2 separate regions of the Anser cygnoides genome follow, and region 2 is linked to region 1. A link is a contact called in public Hi-C data. All regions are on one chromosome and are shown on one strand. The core of a region is the stretch at or near the end of the contact, and the rest is flanking DNA. Distances in the headings are between cores, read along the strand shown. Region 1 overlaps AUTS2 (activator of transcription and developmental regulator AUTS2). Region 2 overlaps AUTS2 (activator of transcription and developmental regulator AUTS2).

Region 1 (6,180 bases), core at 1,563-4,062:
AAAAGGCACTTAAAAATTCAACGGTTCTCTAAATGGGTTTGAACAGGCTCCAGATTATCAGTGGTTGCAGTTGACTAGCACTTAAAATTAGGCCCTCCCTCTCCTACGCACCTCACGTTTCCCCTTCTCATTTAAAGGACCTCTGCTATTCTGATCCCTACATGTGCCGAAACGTCTAACCAAGTAAAAAAGGAAAATATATGCATATCACCTATATTTGGTATACACTGCAAAACTGAGGTTTGTGATCTGTACTTGAAGCTATTAACGGCAAAGAGAACAGATGACAATGTGGAAAGCTGTTGTAGAAAATGCTAGTTCAGGAAAGCATGGGAAGAAGCAAGTTTTCCTTTTGTTGTTACTTGTGTGTAGAAAAAATGCCCCAACACCATAGAATGAGTTGCTGACTTATAACAGAAATGTAACACTGAGATCTATCCCAATTACAGACGTTAAAAATGTGTGCTCCTTCCTTTATTCCATCTCTAGTCTGCATACAGAACACCTAAAGAAGAGATTCCCCATTCCTGTGATCCCCCCATCGACTTGCTGTCTCTAGGCAGATGTTTCCTCTAGCTGCCTCTCCAAAAGTCACTTCAAACACTGCTGCAAGTGTATTCCCCCAGCCAGGCTGCCCTGCACACACTTGAGCTGCAGCTTACCCTGCAGTTATTCCTCTGCAGCCGCTGGAGCCAGCGCTACCCCCTCACCCTCACCCTCGCAGCCTCTCACTCTTTCCTGCATACAATTTTCTGCTCCAGCTGCTCTCTGTGACCCAGCAAGCAGAGCTGGGAATAAACTATAACCTCTCCACTTCAGGTAGTTTAGCATTTAGGTCTCAGAGCCAGTTTTCTGCTGGACCTACCATAACTCTCACACACACAAATGCACACACGCTTGCACTGTCTTACTTTTACATTTCGCTGAGTTATTTTTCAGCCAGCTATTTATGAGAGAAAAGACGGCTTTATACTGCGCAGTTCTTTTCCTTCTCCATTACTTGCTCCCAGGTGCCTTGTATAACTGTGATGCTTTTGTTGCAGATTCGGCATCATACCAATAAAAACAGCACCCACACATGTCTATTTATTAAAGACTCCCAACCATTTATGTACCTCTCTGTTCAGAGGAAACATCGAAGAAGTGAAAATGTTGATGTTTCACACATATGAAATAACACAGGACAGGCCAGCACCTTGAAATGACTCTTTTTGAGGTGTCACCGTGGAAACCGGCCAAGATAAATCTCCACATCACTAACAACAAGGGGCCTGGAGTGACATTCGTAAAATGCAGAACTAAAAGGAAAGAGAAAAATTCTAACAAACACATATGTGAGCAAGACACCAGTAAATAGGATGCTTGCATGCTGTTGTGTAGTCTGCAACAATGACAAACTAATTTTTATTTGGTGTAAATCAATACAGTATCATTATGCTCATTAAGATTTTGCAGATTTACACTGAATGAAGATCCGTATGGGATTTTCTCAGTTTCAACTTGCTAAGAGAGAGAGAGAAATAGTTGGTCACATATCGACAACACAGCAGTTCTACCTCATTGGTGGCTGCAAGCCTATTCCACGGGACAGGAAAGAAAGAAAGCAGAAAACACGAAAAGATGAAGTCATGAAGGGGGGAAAAACCTGAGTGAAAGAATGACCTGCAGTGTCTGAGAGCTTCTCCCATACGCAGAATCCTCCTCAGAACTACCATGAGATGGCCCTTTTGTCTGGCGGTTCTAGCTGAATGGATCCCCACAGTGACAAGAAGTTGCATACACAAATGTTATTTCCTTCAAATCTTTGAAATTATAAAGGAATGAATATACCCACAGAATAGATATTTACAAGTTATTTTATTATGAGGTCAAATACTGCTGGCTACACCTAACTTTCAGGCTTCCATGTACATATTTCAATCAAACAACTATTTTCCATTTTATCATTTTTTAAAATATTCACCAGATGTCACAGGCTCACGGTGTTAGGCACTGTGTAGCTGAAGCACTGAAGAAGTTTTAGGCACTGAATAGTTTCTAGATAAGGGCCTCAATATCATGGCCTGTATGAAGCCTACATGCCCATATCCCAGTCCACCAGGCTCAAGTCTAGCTTTGCCTTGCAGAATCTGGGCTGCCTGTAACAAGGAAAAAAGCCCGGGAGTGACATGGGGACAACAAGGAAGAACTGACAATAGTTCAGGTAAAGCACACAGAGGGAACAAGTTCCTATTATTGCTACCTAAAGGCTCTATCTTTGTGGTCTTATTCAAGTACAACGTCCCACTGATTTAAAGCAGAATGCATTTGTAAAGAAAGCAATTTCTTTTTCTTTGGTCTTCAAAACCAGATTACATTACTTGTCTTATTGCAGCTTGCATAAGGCCAGCAAAAAACCATGAAGCTGGTGTACATTCCACATTGTGTGCTCTGGCTAATACAAAAGCATGTGATTTTGTGTCCACAGATCTGGTCTGAATTATTGCAGAACAACATTCCTCATTTATGAGCGCAGTCAAAACATTAAGGAGATTTAAATTCTCTTTTTAAGATGCACTCAATTTTAGTAGAACCCTTTTTGGAATGATATTTTGAAGACTATTAGCAACAGAATAAAATTATCTAGAACACATCTGTATTAAGATTGAACGTAAATAGATTTTTAGATAAGATATATTAATGACATGTAGTTATATGGCAGCTCAAAGAGCTTCACAAATATTGATGAATTAAAGCCGCATGACAGGCTTGCAAGCAGGACAATGTTAACATACCCTATTTACAGATGGAACTGTAAACTCTGTCAAGAGATATCCAGAGATTAAATGATTTGCTTAGGGTCAGAAAGTCACGAATAGCACTCTGGAGTCACATGCTGCTACTCTGGTCAAAACACGCTATTCATGTTATGAGTGATCAGCCACAAATGCAAACATTCATAAACCCTGACTTTATTCTATGAGATAACCATGGTATTTACTGGCTACAAGAACAGAAGTTCTGGTCTTATTTTTCCTCATTAAATCCTATTTAGTCTGCAAACAAGAATAAGGAATAAATAAACATAATAAACAAACAAATAAATAAATAAATACAGCCACTGAATGGCAGTTTGCTTTATTTATAATCCCTGTGCCAGAAACAATGGCAATCTATTATCTGTCCCTCAATACAATAAATGAATGCAAACTGAGAATGTCTATGGCTTATCATAGATAACGGTTTGTACCTTTAGTGTCTTAAAGCAAGGCAACTTCATGCCATAAACAATTCCTTGTCTAGCAATAATGTTACATTACATGTTTTCAGGGGGAAAATGGAGGAGATGGGGAAGAAAAAAAATCTTACGCCATTTGACTAAAAATGTAAAAGTTATTCTAATGTATCCATCAGATGTATTGTGATGTACGGTGAGTTTGTGGGATTTTGGAATTTCTCTCTCAACGGCTCACAAACAACAACAAACAAAACCGTATTATTGGATCGGATATAGGGCATTTCCACCACATCTGTGCTTCCATACTGGGTGTTTCTTACCCCAGACTCCATCAACTACTTCTACTTTGCATGTGTTTTGGTTGTCTGTGCACATCCACATGTATTTCTAGATGGTGTTAATTATTTGTGAAGTCTTAATGGCCAAGGGCCTTTTCCTGAGAAGAACATGACTGCCACCCTCCCCAAAACACTGCCAAGCCAAAGTGCTCGCACCACTCTCCCCCATTGTATGCCTCATAAAGGCAAAGGACGTTAAAAGAGAGGGAAAGGAAGTCTAAGCTTGGCACAAGGTGCTGAAGAGCCTTTCAAAACTTACGTAAAAGCAAACTTAATGACTGCCGTGAATCCTGGCCTGGTATAAGCTGAAACCACAAGAGGAAGCCAAACCTCTGGGCCATCTGTACAAATAGCTATTCAATGCCATCTTTACTATTCAGAGAGCCCGCATGAAACTCAAGGCAGTGCATGCGCTGCTGATTGGCAGTAACTTAACAGATCGAGCACAAAAAAAAAAAAACACACAAAGGCTATCCCTGACAAAACACTTTTTAAAGGAGAGACCAAGTGAGATGTATTTGCGTGATGTCTCCTGCAGACTGCCAAATTCAAACCAATGCAATGCAAGTCTCCATACGGTTTGGTCACATTGCAGAATCAGATTCTAAGATCCCGGGAGAGAGAGGTACTCCATGACCTCCGCTGATCTGTTTGGGCACAGTTACGCTTGAATCTCTCTCTAACTTTGTGTGGTGCAGGGGCAACGCTGCTGCCACAGAGGCACCGCAGGACTCGCACTGCGTGGCAGCAGCCATCAAAACTCTCTCTCAGGGCACAGCTTTGTGAGGAATCCCTTCATCTGTCACACCAGTGGTGTCTAACCGCTCTGCGTTAAACAAATGGGCTTGATTGCAAACCCGGCTGTACTTTTTGATAGAAGCTGCAGTTTTAATTCGCTGCTTGCTTTTTTAGTGTATGTGGGATTTTCTTTTCTCCTTTTTTAACTTAGCAAATGCCATGGTGCACTCTCATTTTCAATTTTAATGGCTAAAGATATGCACGCAAAAAGCATCCTAATTACTGCTTTCCTGGCAGACACAGCCATTTCCTTGGGTTTTTATTGCCATTAGTTTTCCTCACCGATTTATCCTTAGCTACTCTCTTTGCATCTTCCTCGCCTCCCCTGAGCCCTTTCCTCCTCGCTTCTCAAGACTTGTCAGCACGCCTCCAATCCCCAGGAGAGATTGAAGGCCTTGTAAAACCCACTGCGCAAACAAGCATTCCTGTTCATTTATCACATTTAGCATGCGCACTTCCACACTCATCAAAACCAAGCCTGAGCTCGCTAAGTCATTTCCCTCTCCCAATTACAAATTAGTCCATTAGGCTGTCTGCAGTAGGCCCTCTGTTGCATCTTGGTAATGGCTTCTGAGATTTCCATCATAATCGTAATGGCTCCCTGTGCAGCCATGAGGGCAGATGGAGGCCGCTCGTGGGTAATGAGGTATCACACTACCAAAGGGCACAGCTCTGGGCTCATTATTTAGTCTTGGCTGTTTTGTGAAAACAACAACAAAGGTAAAATGCTGAAGGGAACACTTTAGCATATTAAATTAACACTTCTTGAAATTTCTCTCTGTAAACATGCCATATTTTTTCTTTATGAAACATCCCATGTGTCTGAGTGTGCGACGTGAGGGAAGAGGGAGGAGGGGAAGGGGCTGTGGAGACGGTGGCGCTGCCACATCCTCCCCACACACAGAAAGCCTCTCCCCGAGGGTGCTGCGGGCACCCAGCTGGGGAACACCACCATAGCCCTAGGGGCCTTGGCTGGCCACAGGGCTGACAGAGGCCTCGACTTGGTTGGCCCTTCCCTACGATCCATCCTGTGGGCTCGAATGGGAGCTGCTTCCACCGAGCTGTCTCTGAAGGACACCTCCGAGGGATGCACCCACCAGGGATGTACCTGCGGTGGACAGCCTGGGTCCAGCTGCTCGTTCTGGGCACTTGGCAATTTGGCTGTTCCGTTCACAAGAACGAGCCAAGGGTGGACAGCACGTCCAAAGGTGTGATCACCCCGATGAGGACGGTGCTTTAACAAAACCTGAGACTGAAACCCTGTGAGACAGTGCCCACTTACCTCAGGTATGGTGCTCGCAGCCCAAGGGCCGGAGGTGGCAGAGCCCCCTGGGCCTAGTCGCCACCACAGCAGTGAGGGAGTGGGTCCTGGCACCTGAGCCACTGATCGCAGGGACAGGAACCACGCTTAAGACAAGCAGGCTAAAATCAATATCAATTAGACACTCTTTGAACATTGCTCCTCTCTTTAGATTTTGTGTATTGGACGTGAACTGTTGCTAATTTGCCTTTGTTCCCAGCGGTGCAATAGCATTCAAGATATCAGATCCTGCTGCACACTGGAAGAAGGGACAGTCAGAACCAAGGCTCTCCCTTCTCTCTGGAGCTGAGCTTAATTTGTTTTCCTCATAGTTTTTTTTCACCCCCTTGAGATCACGAGACTACGAACAGGGCAGTGGTAACACCAGAGGCAGTGCCACCATGCAGGTGGGAGAAGCAACGGGGGACGCGTGTGGGCTGGGGACGGGAAGTTTCCATCCCATTCCCTCACACAACTTTAAACACAACCAGAAGAGTAAGCCTGCATGAGAACAGAAGTGAAATACG
Region 2 (6,180 bases), core at 1,354-3,853, 110 kb after region 1:
TCAAAACTTTGCAATATCAAAGCATGTTTGCTGATTTTGGCAGAGTTTCTCTTTCAGATTTGGAGCTTGAAGCCTAACACAGGTTGAATGTATACAAAGCAAAAGTGGGAAAAAATAATATTTGCACAGAGCTCTGCAAACTGACCCATACTCAGTTCTAATGAGAACATAATGGTTTATCCAGCTGCAGAAGAACAGAAGCAAGAAGTGTAAGAGAAATTCCTCCACTTTCCTAATTTTAAAGATATGTTTGGATTTTAGCAGAAATGGGAGATTCTTTTTTTTTTTTTTCCCCTGGATGCATGCATGTGTACTTTAAAAACTGCATCACTTGCACTTTAAACTACATTAAAACATGTTTAAGCCAGAATGGAAGATATGCTTCCACTGAGAGCAATGAAAAAAAAAGAAAACCAACCCATATGACTGACTTTATAAATCTTTGGATTATACTGCAGTCTGTGGGGTATCTTCTATCTAAACTACCGTAACCCACAAGGGGATTAGAATGGATAGTCTCTCGTTCACTCGCTCCTCTGAGTCACAGCACTAGCAAATAGACCCACGGTGCAGTGTGGGCAGACAGGAAACCACTAAAGCCAGAGCAGTGATTATGTGCATGCTCTGTGAGACACATCGAGCAGTGAGCCGAAATGTTTGTGTGTGTCAGATCAATCTTTTCACTGACCAGGACAGCTGTACTCACAGGGGGATCACCAATCATCCTGCTAGGAACTGCTTCTGTCCTTCAACAGGCAATTAACGTGAGTCCATTACAGCTCCCTGGAGGCCCCTGGGGGGCTGCAAAAGGCATTGACTGAAAGGTCAGAAACCTCATGAGGACAGGAAAGAAGCTGTGCCTGGCGAAATGGAGTGGAAAGCAGTAGCTATTTGTCACCCGCTAGTAATTCAAAAAAAGAGGGGGGGTGGGGAGAGAAGGGGCTGAAGGGGGTCCAAGCGTTGTGCACAATTGCAAGCACGCGGCAGTAGTAAGAGCATAAACAGAAGCTTCAGGAGACCCTTCTTGGGACGAAGATTTTATCAGATATTGTAGCTGGAGGAAGAGTCAACAAATCCCACTCAACTAATTCTACAAAGGGACTGGAAGTGAAAAAGTACATGGGCTGATTAATAGCCCACTATAGCCCCAAGAAAATCACGGTAAGGAGTCCCTGGGGTCTGAGGTTCACCACTATGAAACAAACATCTCAGAAGAGAACCCACAAGAACTGAAGTGACCAGGGAGCACACAGAGTGGCATTCATAAGAAGCAATCTCCACTAAGAAGCAACTGCTGATGTGTTCAGTGGTAGAAAAGCAACACACACGGTGCTCGGGGGATATGTTAGAGACTGCTGCTCTCTATTTCTATTTCAGACTTCTGGTCAAGACAACCATATTGGTGTGTTCTTGGAGGGCTCATTTAAACGCCTACGCATATCTCACCAAGCATACCACCAACCAACCCGGCAGTTCTACTACGGACATGCAATCAAGTAATGCCAGGTAGGTGGCCAAGAGTCAGCCTATACAGAAGACTTAATTTGCACTAGTTTGCAAGAAGTTAGACTGAGTTAATTCATGATGCTAATCCAGAATAACTTTCACCCACTTCATGAGTGAACTTTCACCCACAGCATTCAGCTGAAGTACTAGCACTGTTTTTCTTTCCGGTGATAAGAATACTTCACAGAGATCTAGCAGTACCTGGGTAATCGATAGAACAAGCTGAAATATTGCAAATGTTAACTCTTCAACAACAACAGAACTTAGACTGTGAATAGCAAGAATTAAATTAGTGAAAAACTTGTAAAATTCTTTGGACATGGTTTTGAATGGTTTGTGTAATTGAAATTTTATTTGATGAACAAAACCTAAACTGCATAAAATGACAGAAAGACATAATCTACAAACTAGGTATTGATATGTCCCATTTTCACAAGACTGCACAGGGACCTTAAACAACATGAGCTCTACTGCTTGCTGGCAGAAACCATGGTAAACTTTGACTCAGTTTGCAAAATCTTCGGTGTACTTTAGATGATGTAAAATTTCCGTATTTTACTTTCATGCAAAATAAATATTGGTGACTGTGCTCTTTGTTTGTAGAGAGATGTAGATAACAAGTTTGGATTATTTATAATGGTATAAGATGTTTGACCTTGCTGAGCACCCATCACTGACTGAGTGACTGAAAAGCCTGGCAGATAATTGAGCATGGGTTTGTTGTATACTGTTGTTTTGTCCCACCTGCAGCTTTACCAGACCTCCCAGCTGTATTTGTCATAGGCAAGGGCAAGAATTTCCACATATATTTCAACATTTGCCTCCTGATTACAGTGTAACAAACTGGACTCACTTAAGTGGCCTATAGCTCCAGCACGGCAGAGGAAGTTCATGGTGTGTTTCTTACCCATTTCCCCAGACAATTCCTTCTAACAAAATTCTGTTATCTTCCAACCATCTCTTCCTACTGTCTCTCTTATTTCCTGGGTTCAGACTTCATTTGTTCACCGCTTTCAAGATCTGATGCAGGAGTACAAGAATACACACACACACCCCCGAACAGTTTCTCCGAGGTAAGTGAACACGCACTGGATTTACGCAAACCGGAACTCCTCTAAGTGGCACAATATTGAAACCTTTCTGCTCTGCTATTAACTGCATTGTTCCCCCTCCCTTACGTTCCCTCTTCCAAAATGCCTCAGACTACAATAAAGGGTCTCAAACGTTTGTTTATTCCTGAGGGCTGCCTGCATGCATTTATTCCACTCAGCACCGCAGGTCATTACCCTTTGTGACACTGACAGTATCAGCAGGTTGATGTTTAATAGAAGCTGCCGATTAGTATCCAAGATACCAGTTAACAAGACAGTTTCTTTTAATGGCTTGTATTGATGAATGAATTAATGAAATTCCACAACGTCTTTATGTGCAGGGAGTACTTGTGTGACACCCTTGGGCAGCACACAAACCAACCCCACTGATGTTTGTGTTTGGGCTGCCAGCAGGCTACAAGGGTGCCCCTCAATCCAGAGAGCGGCGATGGAAACACCTGGGAAGATCCACAGGCGGTGACTTCAGCGCTGCTGTACGCGCCTGCTGTCACCATGTACGGCCCAGCCTGCACGCTTAGGAAAGCTGGAAGAACAAAATTCCAGCAGCTGGTCCAAGTGCCATGCGGGACAGGACCACCCAAAGTACTGGCACTAGGGGAGCTCTCTAACTTGGACTGACACTTTAAATTTTCAGGGGTCAACCCACTTCTTTAAGCATCTAAAGAGATGCATAGTGAGATGAACACACTGAGACAAGTTTGCTCTAACTTTAATTGGAAGACCATTAATATCGAGTGCTCAATTTTATTTGCTATCAAGTAAGGCTTCTGCTTTTTAAGGATACTTGAACTTTTCTAGGAGTGTCAGAACCATCACGCTATTAGAACCTGAAGTAAATACTACCAGTGTTAGCAGTATTGTTGCCTCTTGAAGCCAGATTTGCTAAGTAGGAAACAGATTTGCATAGATATCCACTTTGCATTGAAAACAAAAGGTAAAGGTATACAATTGTGTAGCATCAAGATTTGGGGCACAGTACCAGCTACTGCAGTGCTGACATCACCTCGGGCATGCTGAGACATCTTTCTTAAGGACCAACATTTTGGTTTGCAAAAATTAGCAACTGAATGAAACAACTATCTCCTGGGCAACTGGAGGTGCCACCAGGGAGCCAGACCCCAACCAGCGCTTTCCAGTGACACCTAGAAAACTCAGCTGAGATGCCCCAGGGGTTCAGAGACAGGGCACAGGAGTCAGCTGTCCTAACCTGATTTTGGCTGGGACAGTTGAGGGCCAACACTTCGTGTGTATGCAAGAATCATATGATTTATCTTTCCACCACTACATAAATTCCACTTCCTTTACCAAACATGGAAATTATGACTCCCATCATCCCGCACTCATGGTACGAAGGAGTTCCAAGTTAGAGATCACAGAGCAAGCTCTGAGCAGGACGATCCATCGGGGTGGCATCACGCACTGTCCTGCTGCAACAGGCTTTGGTGCTGGAAGGCACAGGCTGCCCAGTGTGCCGCCCCAGCTAAGGCAGAGCTGCCCCAGCACTGCTTCCAACGCTGAAACCAGCTTGCAGGGGGCACGTGCAGGGCTATTTGCATGGTGTCCCTATGCACCATGCAAGCAAAGCCTACAACAGCAACAACTAAGAGGATGCGCCACGATCACAGGACATACATCCCCAAACTATCAAGCCACTGTCTGCCACTTTCTGTCTTCGAAAAGAGAGAAAACAGTAAAACCTTACTGACTGAAGGCTTTCATTCACTATTTGGGGACAGTTCCTTATGACGCCATCAGACATTTGTGTAATTTATCACAAGTTCATGAGAGCAGTTAACTCCTGAATGGCCATCTAAATTAAGTTAACATAGCTTGCCTAGCTGTGTACAACTGAGGAATTTGAGACTTGACACTTGTAAGCAAGAGAACAGAGTCTGCACTGGTTAAGAAGTGGCAGTTACCTGTGAATGCGAAGGGGGAGGGAAGCAGTATAGTGAAAAAAAAAATATCTTTCTATTTTATTTGAGCCCAAGCATTTTGCTGTCTTTCTTAAGAAGCCAAGTAGCAGTGCAGAACATAATACTCCATGTATCAGCCCTTTAGCAGAAAGATGGAGAATAGATTTGCATTCAGCTAACTGATCAAATGTTAAGAATTTAATTGCCTTAATAGTTTAATTTTATTTTTCTCTAATCTAATTAAAGAGAAGTGTGGGGGGGGAACCAATTGGTGGGGAGGGGAATGTCTTCATGTCTGCAATATAGAAAACCTTCCGTTCCCTACGTTGCTTTAGCACAGTCAGTGCTGGATGTCAACAGATTACTGTTTCCTGCTAATTATCCCACCTTTTTACTGGACTGTTCTTAAAAACTTTCCATAAAGGCTTTGATAGCAGGCATTCATTTCTGCTACAGATAAGGTGCGTTTAGCTTCTTATATGTAGTAATTTAATAGGAACCCAGATCTAATTTAATAGATCCTTTATGTCTCTGTCAAAGACTGTTAACATTGATTGGTGCAATGTCTTATAGAAGTCAGTAAATACATTAATCTCTTGAGAGCTTGCGACAACAATTCTGTTAACAGCATGAACAATACAGATGGACAAACCATTATTGAATAAATGAAGAACTGAACCAAAAACCTGCAGCAAACCAAGTCGGAAAAACGCTGGAAATCAGAGCATCACTGGTATTCGCTGGATCACTGAATACCACTAAATCTGGACCAGGTCTACTGAAGTTTTAGAAGGAACAGGCTGAATTAGTTAATATATGCTAACCCATTTTATTAAAGTTCAATTTAAAAGCAGGACAAGTTTTTAACTCAGCCAGGTAGCATATGCTAAACACAATACTTTTTTCTAGACATAATATCCAAAGAGTGCTATCATTACTTGCTAGCACTGTATCTGTAAGTCCAACCATAGGGAAAGATTCAGGAGTTTACATAACCAAACCTCCAACCCTTTGGGGACTTGCCAACCACAAATGGGAAACAGAATGGCCAGCGGGCCACAGAAAATGTGTCTGAACCCCTTTATCTATCTACAACATTTTTCTTGATTCATTCCACTGTCACCATTATTACTGTCTCCTGTGGCACATATATAATGGTGAAACTCATTTCCTTTGGTTAACAGCCAGTAGTTTTCTAGGAGTCCAGCCTGCAAAGGAATGGATGTGTGCTAGATGCAGACTAAGAGAGACCCATCCTAGCTATGAAAGCTGGCCAACAAAACCAGATAGGAAACTTCTTCGTGTCACTCATAGGACACACCGGATGTATTTGCTGTTTATTCATTTTTCTGTCTGCCTGTACTTCCTACATTTCACTTTCCGTACGTAGTGGTTTGGGAAGCCGTGCCTGGGACTTCACTCCTGCTGGATGCTGAACATCCACAACTCCAACTGCCTTGAAAGGCTGACCAAGTGTCCAACTCCTTGCCTGAAGTGCTCAACAACTGCCACAGTAGATTTTTCCTACGAGCAACTGCTCATCATTGGTCCATTAACAAAGAGAAGATTTATGTAAATATTAGTGACTGATCCAAAGGCATTTTGTGCAGCATATCATTTTCTCCTTTTTATTTCAAAGCCAGCCT

The links. A called contact is a pair of places that touch in the nucleus more often than the background predicts.
Region 2: a contact with region 1 is called in a Hi-C map of fetal liver, with 1.6 times the contacts expected there. The contact joins two enhancer-like sites. A contact is called at or near these places in 2 of 7 Hi-C or Micro-C datasets (fetal liver and liver).

The regions. Positions count from the first base shown.
Region 1 is chr18:2,934,794-2,940,973 of Taihu_goose_T2T_genome, forward strand. The region is part of intron 5 of AUTS2 (activator of transcription and developmental regulator AUTS2); the gene reads right to left. Among named protein-coding and RNA genes, the nearest start is that of GALNT17, 270 kb to the left of the region's middle. Within about 2 kb of position 2,813, at least 1 of the 3 cell types and tissues checked has open chromatin away from gene starts, as enhancers often do. A contact at or near this core is called in fetal liver, where this site is marked.
Region 2 is chr18:3,045,183-3,051,362 of Taihu_goose_T2T_genome, forward strand. The region is part of intron 4 of AUTS2 (activator of transcription and developmental regulator AUTS2); the gene reads right to left. Among named protein-coding and RNA genes, the nearest start is that of GALNT17, 390 kb to the left of the region's middle. Within about 2 kb of position 2,604, at least 2 of the 3 cell types and tissues checked have open chromatin away from gene starts, as enhancers often do. A contact at or near this core is called in fetal liver, where this site is marked.